Linked DNA regions of Urocitellus parryii: region 2 is linked to region 1. A link is a contact called in public Hi-C data. All regions are on one chromosome and are shown on one strand. Each heading gives the region's core, a stretch centred on a gene start, on an enhancer-like site or on the middle of the called end of the contact. The rest is flanking DNA. Distances are from core to core; before and after follow the strand shown.

Region 1 (6,207 bases), core at 1,228-3,727:
TTTCCACCTCTAAGCTCACAATGATTTTCCTTCAGGGTGGAATGCTCTTTATCAAATCTTATTTTATGTTAACATTGTCCCTACTAAAACATTTACATTGGGATTACTCTGTGATCAGGCACTGTTCTAAAAGGCTTATGCATATGAATTCATTTAATCTTGACTTCAATGTGAGATCAGCACTATTTTAATCTCAATTTTATAAGTAAGAAACAGAGCAAAGAAATGTAAGTGATTGCTCAAAGGCAGAACTTTGGTTGTAGAACCTCACATATGCCACAAATGGGGGATAGACAGAGAATAATGATCTCTACTTTACAAGGTAGCTGGGGGTCCAAGTTAGCTTCCTCTGGCTGTGAGCAATTTTCTCCATTTATCTGCAATGATGAACAGATATTATCATTTTGCACTTGGATTATAATGTAAAAACAAACAAACAAAAAAAATTTTTAAAAGGTTGGTGTATATATACTACTTTAAAATGCAGCTCAAATTCCATATAATCCATCTAGTATTTCCTGATAACCACACCCTGAAGTAATCTTTCTCACATGTATTCTCATAATTAATAACTAATAAATATTTTACATTTGGGACCACTTTTACTTTTAGTAGGTCAAAGGAAAGGGTAATGATTTAGATAAGCTCATCTCAGTTCTTTCCAAACATATGATTTTATAGCTTCTTCCTCCCACTGTTATTATGAATTGTTATTTAAATTATTTCTTAGACTTACTATATCTAGATCAATTATCTTTTGACCAGAGAACATATAAATAATACTACCTTTTTGGCAATTTGAAAATTGCCAAAATGACTTGAGGGATGAGGCTCTTGTTCCAAGACCTAACTCCATCTAGATATGGTTTAAAAACCATTTCCTTTAAAATCTAATCATTATTAAGAGCACATAAATTCAGATTTCTTTAGCAATGATGTGGTGGTTCCTTTTTAAAAATATTATGTTAGAGTATGATAAAGGAAAACATTTCATTGTAGAAAACAGATAAAATTTTCTATATTTTTTCTCACTGTGTAATAGTTATCTGTAGTCGAGACCAGATTGTATGTATAGGTATGTTAAGTACATACAAATCTCTAAAAAATCAATGTTTTAAAGAGAAAAGATAGAAATGAAGGGAAGAAGAAAAAGAAAAAAAGTAGTTGACATAAAAGTGACTCTGAGATTTTACTGGGTAATATAAAGGTATGAATTTATTTATACCTTAGTATAAATAAATTTATACTAATTTACTTTAGTCTAGAAATGAGTCACTTATGGTAGATGAAGTTGTGTATAGGCAAGGTGTTCAGGGAAGAATGTGAACTGAGAACCTGGAGAAGAATATGGAGCACATACCAGAAGAAATTTTGTGATATGGCTAAAAGTCTTTTGAGCTTAACTCATACCCTACTTGGAGTTTGACAATGAGCCCTTAAAGAGAACTAGATAAATGTATAATTACACTAACAAATTCTCTGGTTATTTAGTCCCAGGATCACTTAATATATACGTGTAAGCTTTACTGGGAAATGTCTACTTGAAGGTAAGATCTCTTTGAATGTTACAGACAGGCGATCAACATTCCCTGTGGAAACACTTCAAAGGGATAGGCTTTCAGCTTGGTTTCTGAATATATAACCAACTCATTAAGGTGTCAGCACCTCATTAACACTCAACTCAGAAAGGATTTCTTGGCTATCTCATGAAATAAGGGATTTTGATAACTATTCCCCCAGGAGTGTAAAATAATGTTCCTTTATTTGCTGGAGAAAACCACAATATGAGACTTTTCTTTATAGTAGCGAAACCACTGTTCGATTTTTCAAGTTGGTGTATGATTTTCTTTCTTTCTTGTACTTCTCAGCTCCTTAATGAATAGGAGATACATTTTAAACAAGCAGCAGACATTCTATTCAGCCTAGTTTATCAAAGTCAGACGTCAGGTAGTTTTCTTTTCTTGAGACGGGAGCCTAAATCACCTACCAGGGATTCCTTCCCTACAGTCAGGACTGAGGTGTAGGCTTCCAGATACACTCGACTGCAGCGTCTTACAACTTCCAGGCCCTTCACTGTGATGTCCTTGGCATCTCCCAGGCCCAAGCCGATCAGGTAAAGCATTTCGAACTGGGTGACTGCAGGACAAACAAGAAAAGCAATATCAGCTATCCTGAGGAAACCTGAAGTCTCGTGATGGCAACAGAACAACAGAGTAGCTCCCGAAGAGCGACAAGGCACGAATGAGGTTTGAGATTCTCGAGTCACAAGTAAGGACTGGAGCCGTGTTTTAAACAATCTCACCAGTTGGGTCCAATTACCCGATGAGAGAATGCTAGCTGGTCCCCTGTGCTCCACCAAGTCCTAATTGCAGCTGGCCTTCCCGGTGAAGCAGCTCGGACGCGGCAGAGCGCGCTGAGCCAAGTCCCACGCTGCCGGCCTCACCTACGGTGCCGCAAAACGCAGGCGCCTTTTGCTGCACTTTACGACTAGCCGGGAGGCGTGGGAGAGCCAGCTCGCGGTAGCCGGGCACCCGACCCGGACTCCAATGCTGGAGATTCGCGGGCTGTTGCGGTTGGAAGGCTAAAGGTCACTGGGCGGGGGCAGTCGGTCGAACGCCCCCAGCCTAATTCTGGGGGAAAAAACCCGCGTACACACGCTGCTCCGAATCAGTGACTTAAACATCCCCTTTCTGGTCCGGGGTAAGTGCGGCGGATCTTTGCACACGAGGAGCTCGACCCGAGTTGGGCTGCGGGTCCCCGCCCTGCGCCTCTGCTTCGCCTTCCTCGCGCGGGCTGGCGGACGAGAGGGACTCCCCTCAATTGCCCCGGGTTTACCCCAGCGCTGGTATTTTAATCCCCGCCCTCTGGGTCGGTAGTTGAAGCCGCTGCCTGCAGGCGCGGTGTCAGAGTGGCAAACCCGGCGGTGAGTGCAGTCTTGGTTTTCCCAGAGGGGCAGTGACTCCCCAAGAACTGAGGCTGGAATCCCCCAAGGATCTGGCTTAGTCATCGAAAGTGTCGGGAATCCCGGACTCTTCTGTACCTAGAGAAATGACCTTTAAGAGTTCTTAGGGATTTCAGAGCTCATCTCAAGTGCTTGCACAGGGGGAATTCTTGTAAAGAGGTTGATTAGATATAGTTCCGGTATCGGTTTGCTGTGAATAAAAAGGTTGTCCCTAAATTCACTAGCCATCTTAAGTTAAAAAAATATAGTTTTCATTGCTTATTTTGGTAGACAGTATTTATTGGTTGTTAGGAATTTTCCTTGTGTTTCTTCCAAAGAGCCCTGTGCCTTTTTGTATTGAGTTCAACCCACCCTTTATACTTCTCATGCTATATACACTCTTCCTAATTCTGTCTGCTTTCATTACATTAATTTATTTCTCACACCATATTACATTACTACAAAAAAAAAATGGGGGGGAGCTACTGGGTGTTGAACCCAAGGGGGCCTTTACCTCTGAGCAACATCTCCAGTTCGTTTACTTTTTATTTTGAGATTTTGAGAGAGGGTCTCGCTCCTGAAGCTGGCCTTGAATTTGTAATCCTTCTGCCTTAGCCTCCTGAGTTGCCAGTATTTCACTGGTCTTACTGGCACACGCTACCACGCTCAGGTGGGTAAAGACTTAAGTATGACATCAAAAGCACTATGCAGAAAAGAAAACAAAATAAAAACTGAAAATGTGCTTCAAAAGATGCCATGAAGCTACACACTGAGAAAACATTTGCAGAGCATAGATCTGATAACGGACTTGTGTAAAGAACTCTCATAATATTAAAAATACAGTTTAACTTAAAAACGTGGGAAAAGATTGAAAACCAAGAAAAAAGATTGAAGCCAAGAAAGATATGTGAATAGAAGAAAATCATTGTAAAAGAAGGTAAACATCAGACTTAAGGAAAATAAAAATTTAAATCACAATGAGATACCACTACACACCTATAAGAATGATAAAACAACAACAACAAAAAACAAACCCCCCAAATTGACAATCTACTTATGTAATTCTAGGTTATTCCTAATATTTTGCCAACTCAAATTTCAAACTCCCATTCAGGCCTCTTCCCTTTGACAAGTATATAACTTTTTGCAGGAAATTTTCACCTAGATAACCCAGAGGTGTATCAAATTCAACACATCCAAAGTGCAATTCATTATCTTCTCTTCTATTTGAGATTTTCTGTTGGTATTAAATATGTTGGTGGGAGGGGAGGGGCAGGATTGTCCTTCATACAGTCACCCAACCTAGATACTTGGAAGTCACCAAATCTGTTACTTTTGTCTGTCTCAATAGGAACCATATCTACTTTCTCTGTCTTGGTTCAGGTCTTCACTCTGTCACTCGTCTAGCTGGGCATCATGTCTCCTTTGCGTTCAGCCTTCTCTCAGAGGCCAGGGAGTTCTGTAAAGATACAATCTAAAAATGTCATTCCCTTTCTAAAAATCCTTGTGAAGCCAAGAGAATGTTCAGGTGCCTTAACATCCCCACTGGATCATCAATGGTGATGTTACTGCCTCTCTATCTAGCTTCATCTCTCTATGGAGAGAGAAGTTTGTTCTCTAGCAGTACTGAACTGCCTATAGCTCAGTGCCCACAACCTATTACTTTTGCTTCTATGCTACTTCCTGGGTGTGGAATACTGTCTCCTATTCTTTCCTGAGTAGGTAACCACTACTCATTCTTTTAAGACTAAGTTCAGAAAGTCTTCTCAGAGATCTACAACCCTCTAAGCCGAGTTATGTCCCCTCTTTATACTTTATACATAAACAGTTAATTTAAGTCTTTTTGTAACTGTTCATCTGTATTTCTTCTTTCCTAAACCAGCACTTTCATGAAGTCAGTCTACGTTCATATTCTCTTATGTGGCATGTAGAAAGTTTTCAATAAATGTTTGCTTATAAGTTGATCATTGTGTATCCACTAGTAGCTGAGCAATTTATTTGAGTTATAATTTGTTTTCTATCTTAGGAAAATAGGGGTTAATAGGTTCTAAGTAACTACCAAAATGTCATCACTAGAATATCACATATAAACATGCCTTGCCCCTGCCACTTTGGAAGCCATTTGTGGTGAAAAGCTTTTGATACTACATAAACTCATGTGCCCATCATTGAATAGATTATTTCCAGTGTGCTGGTCATTTCTTTGTGTGTTTGTTCTTCACATTTTGTCTGAATATTCTTAAGTAGTTTTACTATGAAAGGACATTACCAAAAAGAACAATCCAAAGAAAGGAATGCTTTATTGCCTTTTAGGAAATAAATCTATACTGTAAATGGAGTTATTCTGTTTAGGCAAGGATTTGAGACATTCTTTATTTAGAGACAAAGGAAATTTCTATTTTTATGCTTCAGAATTCAGCCAGAAGAAATTTCTTTGGCTATAGAGTTCTCAACAAACCTACCTTTCTACCTGCCTTCATTTTTCAATAGGAGTGTAAATTTTGTGTATCTTTCTGGAGGTGAATAGATAAAATAAAGGGTTTTTGGCAATCTTGTTCCTCCTCAGCTCAACAAATATAAGCAGCAAAGTTTTGCCTCTTATTTTGTGCAGAACTCTGCTGTAGATTTGGATTTTCTCCTGTGCCATTTAAAACAGGTTTCAAATATGATTAACACTTTCTCCAACAATATTAGGAAAACTTTCAAACATAAGAAAGTTAAAACAGCTTTACAGTAAACATGACATAGCTACCTCCTAAGTTCTATAGTTAACAGTTTACTGTATTTATCACATATCAACCAACCTTATTATTTTTGATGAATTTCTAAGGGTGTTGCAAACAATGTGTATATTATTGTATTTTACTTGAAGGATAAACTAGGTAACAGATTTACAAAACATATCTAGGCATGTAGCTGATTGAATTTTATCATTTTTTCACCAGTTTAGGTGTGGCTTTAAAATTTTTAATTTAAAACAATTTCCAATTAGTTTTAAAAACACATTGTAACATTACTTTAATGATAATGAAAGCAGTCAGAATACAGATTTTCTGATAGCAAATTTAAAGTTTCATGGATAGCAGAAGAGATATGGAGAGGATGGTTGTAGAGAGTGGCAAATTTAGGACCAAAAAAATGGATGAATTAAAAACCGTTTTGAATTTAAAGAATACTAAAGATAAATGAGGTCTGAAGAGTTTCTGCTTCATATTCCTACTTTCAGGTAAGACAATACTAAATCATTCCTGAGGGTTAACATTTGT
Region 2 (6,207 bases), core at 1,699-4,198, 220 kb after region 1:
TTGCTTTGGAATCAGAAATTTGAAATGGAGTGATCTTAATGTAAACCAGGCATCAGATGTAACCTTGTATGAAGAGAAATAAGGTAGACTCATAAGGCTTGACTTCCAGACTAGTGTCTAGGAGATAGCTCAAGTATGCAGTTATTAGGGGCTCTCATATTTCACCATACATATTTCAATTCCTTAATTGCTTATTGACTGTGATATTAAGCTAGGAGACCAATCTGAGAGAGATTGTGGTAGAGATCTGTGGTAGGTAAGTTTTGGAACCCAGTTCTACTATTCCCTAACTGGGGAGAGGTGTATAGAAACCTAGAATTGAAAGAGACACCATCCCTGGAAATAGTTTTACCTGCTTCCTAATTTTGCCTGAGTGGCCATCTACATTTTATATCTCCTAGATATGTACTAAGGATGAATACTACTAAATAATCATTAGCAAAAGATTACAAAAAATCATTAGCTCTTTAAAACGTTGGACTGGTTTTGAATGTTGACCTCACCAATGGTATTCACAACAAAAGGGACTGATTTCCCCCACGTAATTCTTTCACGTTTGAGGTTTATCTTGGTGGTTTGGAGTAGCGGTTAAGAGTCTGCAGCCTGTCTACAGTTATATCCCACATTAACCAACATGCTTAAAACTGAGTCTGGGACTCAGTTTCCATGTTTGTAAGATTAGGATAATAATACTACCTAACTTGTAGGAATTAAACTGTAAGGACCAAATGACTTAACATGTATAGCACAAGTACACAAATACTAAAAGTACAACTTTTCATTATATATCGAAGGCTAGCAATGAAAGGTTTGAAGTCAATCAAGCGCTGGGGATGGAATATGGATCTTGAGTGTACTAGGCAAGCAGTCTACCCCTGAGCTACACCCACAGCCCTACATTTTATATACATACACAGTAAAACTAACTGGTTTTAAGAGGATATATTGTAGTATTCTTTTATATAATTTTCATAATCAGACATGAATGCAAGTTTAAGACTTTGAATAAAGAGAACTACTTCTCTTTAATAACATACATACTTCAGTTCCTTAATTGTTTATTGACTGTGATATTGTACTAGGAGACCAGAGATCTGTGGTAGGTAAGTTTTGGAACCCAGTTCTAATACTCCCTAATTAAGAAATCTACAATTAGCTTAAGCTGAATGGCATTTCCTTATGGAAAAAATAGCCAGCCATGCTTGCTTCACAGAGCAGTAGTGTCAGAATAGCACATGATTGCTACTGTCCAGGTGCACAACTCACTATAATTCTTTTCCCTTTAAAGAACTCAGCCAGAGTGTGGGAGAGATCTCTAATTCTTCACTTTTATTGGCTGGAAAGACACAACATCTCTCCCCTTTCAAATGGAATAAGTCTTTATACCCATTCAGTCTATTCTGGAGTCTGGAGTTCTATTATCTTAATTTCCATGTTTTGTGTTCATACTGCTGAATTTGTGGCTATGGGTTGAGTGCTGTTGCTGATGTAGATTTTAAGGTGATTGTGAATTAACTGTCACTTTTTTTTTTTTTTAAACAGACTCATAAAATCCCAGAAGCCAGGGGTCTGTTGTTTATTCATTAAGCCTCCTCTGAGTCATTCAGGTACAGGGTGTGTCTGTCAATTGAAACTGCACTGTGGAGGAAGTTTTGAGTTCACATCTGCTAGGATGGGAAAGCAATGTGAGCAGGGACTGGGTAGAAACCTCTTTTCTTTTAGGGCAGGGCAGAGAGTCCTGGTAGCACAGCCTGTAACCCTAGATTCTAGGGAGGCAGGAGGATCACCAAGTTCGAGACCAGCCTGAACAACACAGTGAAAATCTATCTCAAAATACAAATGGCTGAGTTATAGCTCCATGGTAGAAACGCCCCTGGGCTCAACCCCTAGTACTGCAATAAACAAAAAGCAATAGCAGTAAGCCAGGGCAGAAGTGCCCTGAGCTTGCCAGTCAGGCAAATGTGATGAAATGCCAACTCTCAGATGCACGTTCTTAAGTACTGTCTAAGAAAAAAAAGGGGGGGTGGGGGGAGAGGTGCAAATATTGAGAGTCAGGGCTTTGGGGTTTGTCTCCCAAAGAGAGAGAGAAGGGCACCCGCGGTTAGCTGGGCAACTGTGGGTGCTTCAGTTGTGCTGGGCCAGGAGGCTCTTCCCCTTTGGGAATTTCAGAGCCTCCCCAATTTTCTAAATCTTTCAAGAGCGGCCAGCAGCCCACCTCCTCAAAGGCCTCACTGTTGGCCTGAATCTGGGACACACCGCCTGACTTTGTGCCCAGTTGAACGAGGGGAACCCCCGCCCAACACCAACCCCGATGCTGGCCCATTTCACTATGAACGGGGGAGGGGGGGAAACCACTTTCTGCCCCTCAAGACAGAAAGTTTCTAGGCCTTACCGGGATCAGGGCTGGAGGGGTAGGGGAGAGGACCCGATCATTCCGGTCCACTCTCCCTTTTCGGCTTCTAGCCCCCTCCATACCTCTCAAAGTTCCTTCCCAGCCTCTGTTCCCCACAGCGCGACTGAGACTCGCTGGGCAGCGGCTTCGGTTTCCCCTGCCAGCGCGGAAGTGGCCTCAGGGGCTGCCGGCGACAACTAGGGACACTGGGATCAGCCAAGAGCTGCAAGGCTAGGGACCAGGGAGGTGCACTATGAAACGCCGGGTCGTCTTCTGCCCCTACTGTCTTGTGGGGAGAAAAGTTTCCAAAAGGTTCCCCCCTCCTCTTTTCCGTGGGCTTGAATGAGCCCTCTGCATCGTCTGGGAGTGGAGGATGGCTGCCGAGGCACAGGACTTCTACTTTAGAATTTAGGGGATACTAGGCTCCGCCCCTTCTTTCCCCCGCCCCCACCGTGTGTGTGTGTGTTGGGGGGTGCGGGGTGGATTCGCTGCTTGGGAAAGCCGGGGGAAGGGTTCTTTATTATTTCATTATTTGCTTTCCCCCCCAGATCTTTCCAGGACGGTGTGTCCCAGCAGCCCAGATCCGGGGGCCCCCAGCCCTGAGAGGGCGTGAAGAGTTAAGGCATTAACCCCTCCCAATCTCCTCCTAAAGGAAGCCACCCTGCCTCAGCGTGGCGCTCGGCGACTTTGCCTTGCAGACTGGCGCGGGCAGCAGCGAGCGGGGCTGGCCATTGGAGTGCACGGCTGCGGAGGGAGGGTCCCGGACTCCAGTAACTTTGCGAAAGCAGAGTGCAGTCAGTCGGGGGCAGCAGCAAGATGCGGAGTGCGCGGTGCAGACCCGGAGCTTTCCTAACGCAACTTCGTCCTGCCTGAGCGAGGTAGGGGGCTAGGAACCGTCCGGGCTCTGGCCAGCGGTGGCTGGGAGCGCGGAGACTTACTGCTGCCCGAGGGCCTACGTGCCAGAAACGAATTTTTTAAGCTTGAACGAAACGGACAAAAACTTTGAAAACATCCATCTCTGGGCTCTGAAAGTATTTGTCTCTTGGGCTGCTGTGGAGCCCAACTCGATCGGATTGTTCTTGGAGCACCGGTGATTTACGGAGTTTGGAAAAGGATTAATCCCTAAATGTAGAACTGACTGGTGGGGGAGGGGGATGGAAGTTGCGGTTCTTCAGAAGAAGGAGAGAAGACGATTATTTTTAGAAATCTTATAGACGAAGAATTTGGGGGAACAGGGGTAATGGTTTAAACTTGCACTGCTTCCCAGCAAGGTATAGAGTTAGGATGGGGCAAACGCGGGCAGCCTGTGCTGACCGGGAAGTTGCTCCTGCCTCTATTACTCCACTTAAAAAAAAAAAAAAAAATCAGAATGCTGCATTACTTTGAAACATTTAAACAACTTAAAAGTAGACCTGTTCAGACTAATGCTTTGTGCCTGTGCCGTTCCTTCACACTTTCTAGTTCTATGAGAGGAGGCAGCGCTTTGTGGGGATGGCACTAACTACAACTGGCCATGCCAGTTTTGCAATGCACATCATAATGCCTGTTTCTGAGTAGCTTTGCCCCCTGAAATTAGAAATGTGGCAGCATGTATTGTCATTAGTGGTATAACTTCTCGTTTGTGTGTGTGCCTGTGTTGACTGAACTAAAAATGCTTATGCAATCAACGTATGAAACTTCTGGGATTTACTGCAATCTCTTATGAATGGTTTTTACTGAATACCTTCACATTTACTTGCACCAGGCTTGCCGGGGGTTGGGGGGAGGGGGAGAAGAAACAATAGGCAGTTGCTTCACGGAGGCGCTGAGCTTTCCTGTTTACCGCAGGGCTGGGGCGCGCCTGGCGGCCCACACCTCACTACGCCCTCGGACCCTCAGCACACCTGCTCCTAGACGGTTATTAATAGAGCCCAGAAAATGACTTACGCTGTCAAATAATTTTCGTTCAAAGCTACTTTCTTGCATGGCAATTAGGAGGTGGTGCTCATCTCTTCGAGTTGGGGGTGGGGCGGGGTGGGGTGGAGTGAGGGGACCCAGGTGTGGGTTTCTGCCCTTAGGTTTGCCAGTTGAGTCTCTTTGAGTAGAGATTATGGGCTGTTGGTGTGAGCACGCAGATGAGCTGATGACTATTTCAGAGAATCCTGGGGTATCAGGGGTTGAAAGGCTGGAGGGGGAGAGAGCTAGCGGGGCGGGAATGGAGTTACTGGGCACCCTTCTCCAGGTTTCCTATCTCAGTTTGAGTGTATGTGAACATAGGGAGACTTTCCCATTCATCCAGTTGAAGTTTTCAGCGTGGGTAATTTTTTTGGTTTTTCTTACTCTTCTTCTTCCTCGTCTCCCCTAGAAATGATAATCATATATATATATATCATTATATATATATGATAATCAAATATATATATATATATATTTCTCCCTGCACTCTCCTCAGGTTTTCTTAAAACAGCAATAATAACAAAACTGGAGCAATGCCTTAGCGATAATGAATAGTGTGGTATGGCTTTTCCCCTGACGCTCTTCTCTTTGTGACTTGTTTAAGGCTGCAGTTTCGGAGGCCCTCTCTGGTCAAGGAAAAGCTAAGCTACACAAAAAAGCCTGGATCTCTTACAAATCTTCACCCCAGCAGCAGCGAGTGAAGCCCCGCTCGCCCTCGCCCTCTAGCGTTCGTCTGGAGAAGTGCCACCTCCGGGTTCCTGGGGACACAGTGCAGCAGCACCATGGTGTCCACCAGCATCCCGGTAGTCAAGGCCCTCCGCAGTTCGGTCTCCGACTATGTCAACTATGATATCATAGTCCGGCATTACAACTACACGGGAAAGCTGAATATCAGCCCCGACGAGAATGGCATTAAACTGACTTCGGTGGTGTTCATTTTCATCTGCTGCTGCATCATTCTGGAGAACATCTTTGTCTTGCTGACCATTTGGAAAACCAAGAAGTTCCATCGGCCCATGTACTATTTTATTGGTAACCTGGCCCTCTCAGACCTGTTGGCGGGAGTCGCCTACACAGCCAACCTGCTGTTGTCTGGGGCCACCACCTACAAGCTCACCCCCGCCCAGTGGTTTCTGAGGGAAGGCAGTATGTTTGTGGCCCTGTCAGCCTCCGTGTTTAGCCTCCTAGCCATCGCTATCGAGCGCTATATCACCATGCTGAAGATGAAACTTCACAACGGGAGCAACAGCTCCCGCTCCTTCCTGCTGATCAGCGCTTGCTGGGTCATCTCGCTCATCCTGGGGGGCCTGCCCATCATGGGCTGGAACTGCATCAACACCCTGTCCAGCTGCTCCACCGTGCTCCCGCTCTACCACAAGCACTATATCCTCTTCTGCACCACGGTCTTCACTCTCCTCTTGCTCTCCATCGTCATTCTGTACTGCAGGATCTACTCTTTGGTCAGGACTCGGAGCCGCCGTCTGACCTTCCGCAAAAACATGTCCAAGGCCAGCCGCAGCTCTGAGAAGTCGCTGGCCTTGCTGAAGACTGTAATTATTGTCCTGAGCGTCTTCATCGCCTGCTGGGCACCCCTTTTCATCTTGCTCCTGCTGGACGTGGGCTGCAAGGTGAAGACCTGCAACATCCTCTTCAAAGCCGAGTACTTCTTGGTGTTGGCAGTGCTCAACTCTGGCACTAACCCCATCATTTACACGCTGACCAACAAGGAGATGCGCCGGGCCTTTATCCGGATCATGTCCTGTTGCAAGTGCCCCAGTGGAGACTCCACCGGCAAATTCAAACGACCCATCATCGCTGGTATGGAATTCAGCCGTAGTAAATCGGACAACTCCTCACACCCTCAGAAGGATGATGGCGAC

The links. Hi-C and Micro-C count contacts between places; a contact is called where the count stands out from the background.
Region 2: a contact with region 1 is called in a Hi-C map of liver, with 4 times the contacts expected there. The contact joins the promoter of S1pr1 here to the promoter of Dph5 in region 1. A contact is called at or near these places in 2 of 2 Hi-C or Micro-C datasets (liver and muscle).

What each region holds. Positions count from the first base shown.
Region 1 is chr11:84,993,597-84,999,803 of mUroPar1.hap1, forward strand. Dph5 (diphthamide biosynthesis 5) reads right to left here and starts at 2,478. Exons shown (of 8, transcript XM_026379683.2): 1 at 2,303-2,478; 2 at 1,988-2,136. The coding sequence starts at 2,122.
Region 2 is chr11:85,212,338-85,218,544 of mUroPar1.hap1, forward strand. S1pr1 (sphingosine-1-phosphate receptor 1) reads left to right here and starts at 2,949. Exons shown (of 2, transcript XM_026379687.2): 1 at 2,949-3,270; 2 at 4,932-6,207. The coding sequence starts at 5,110.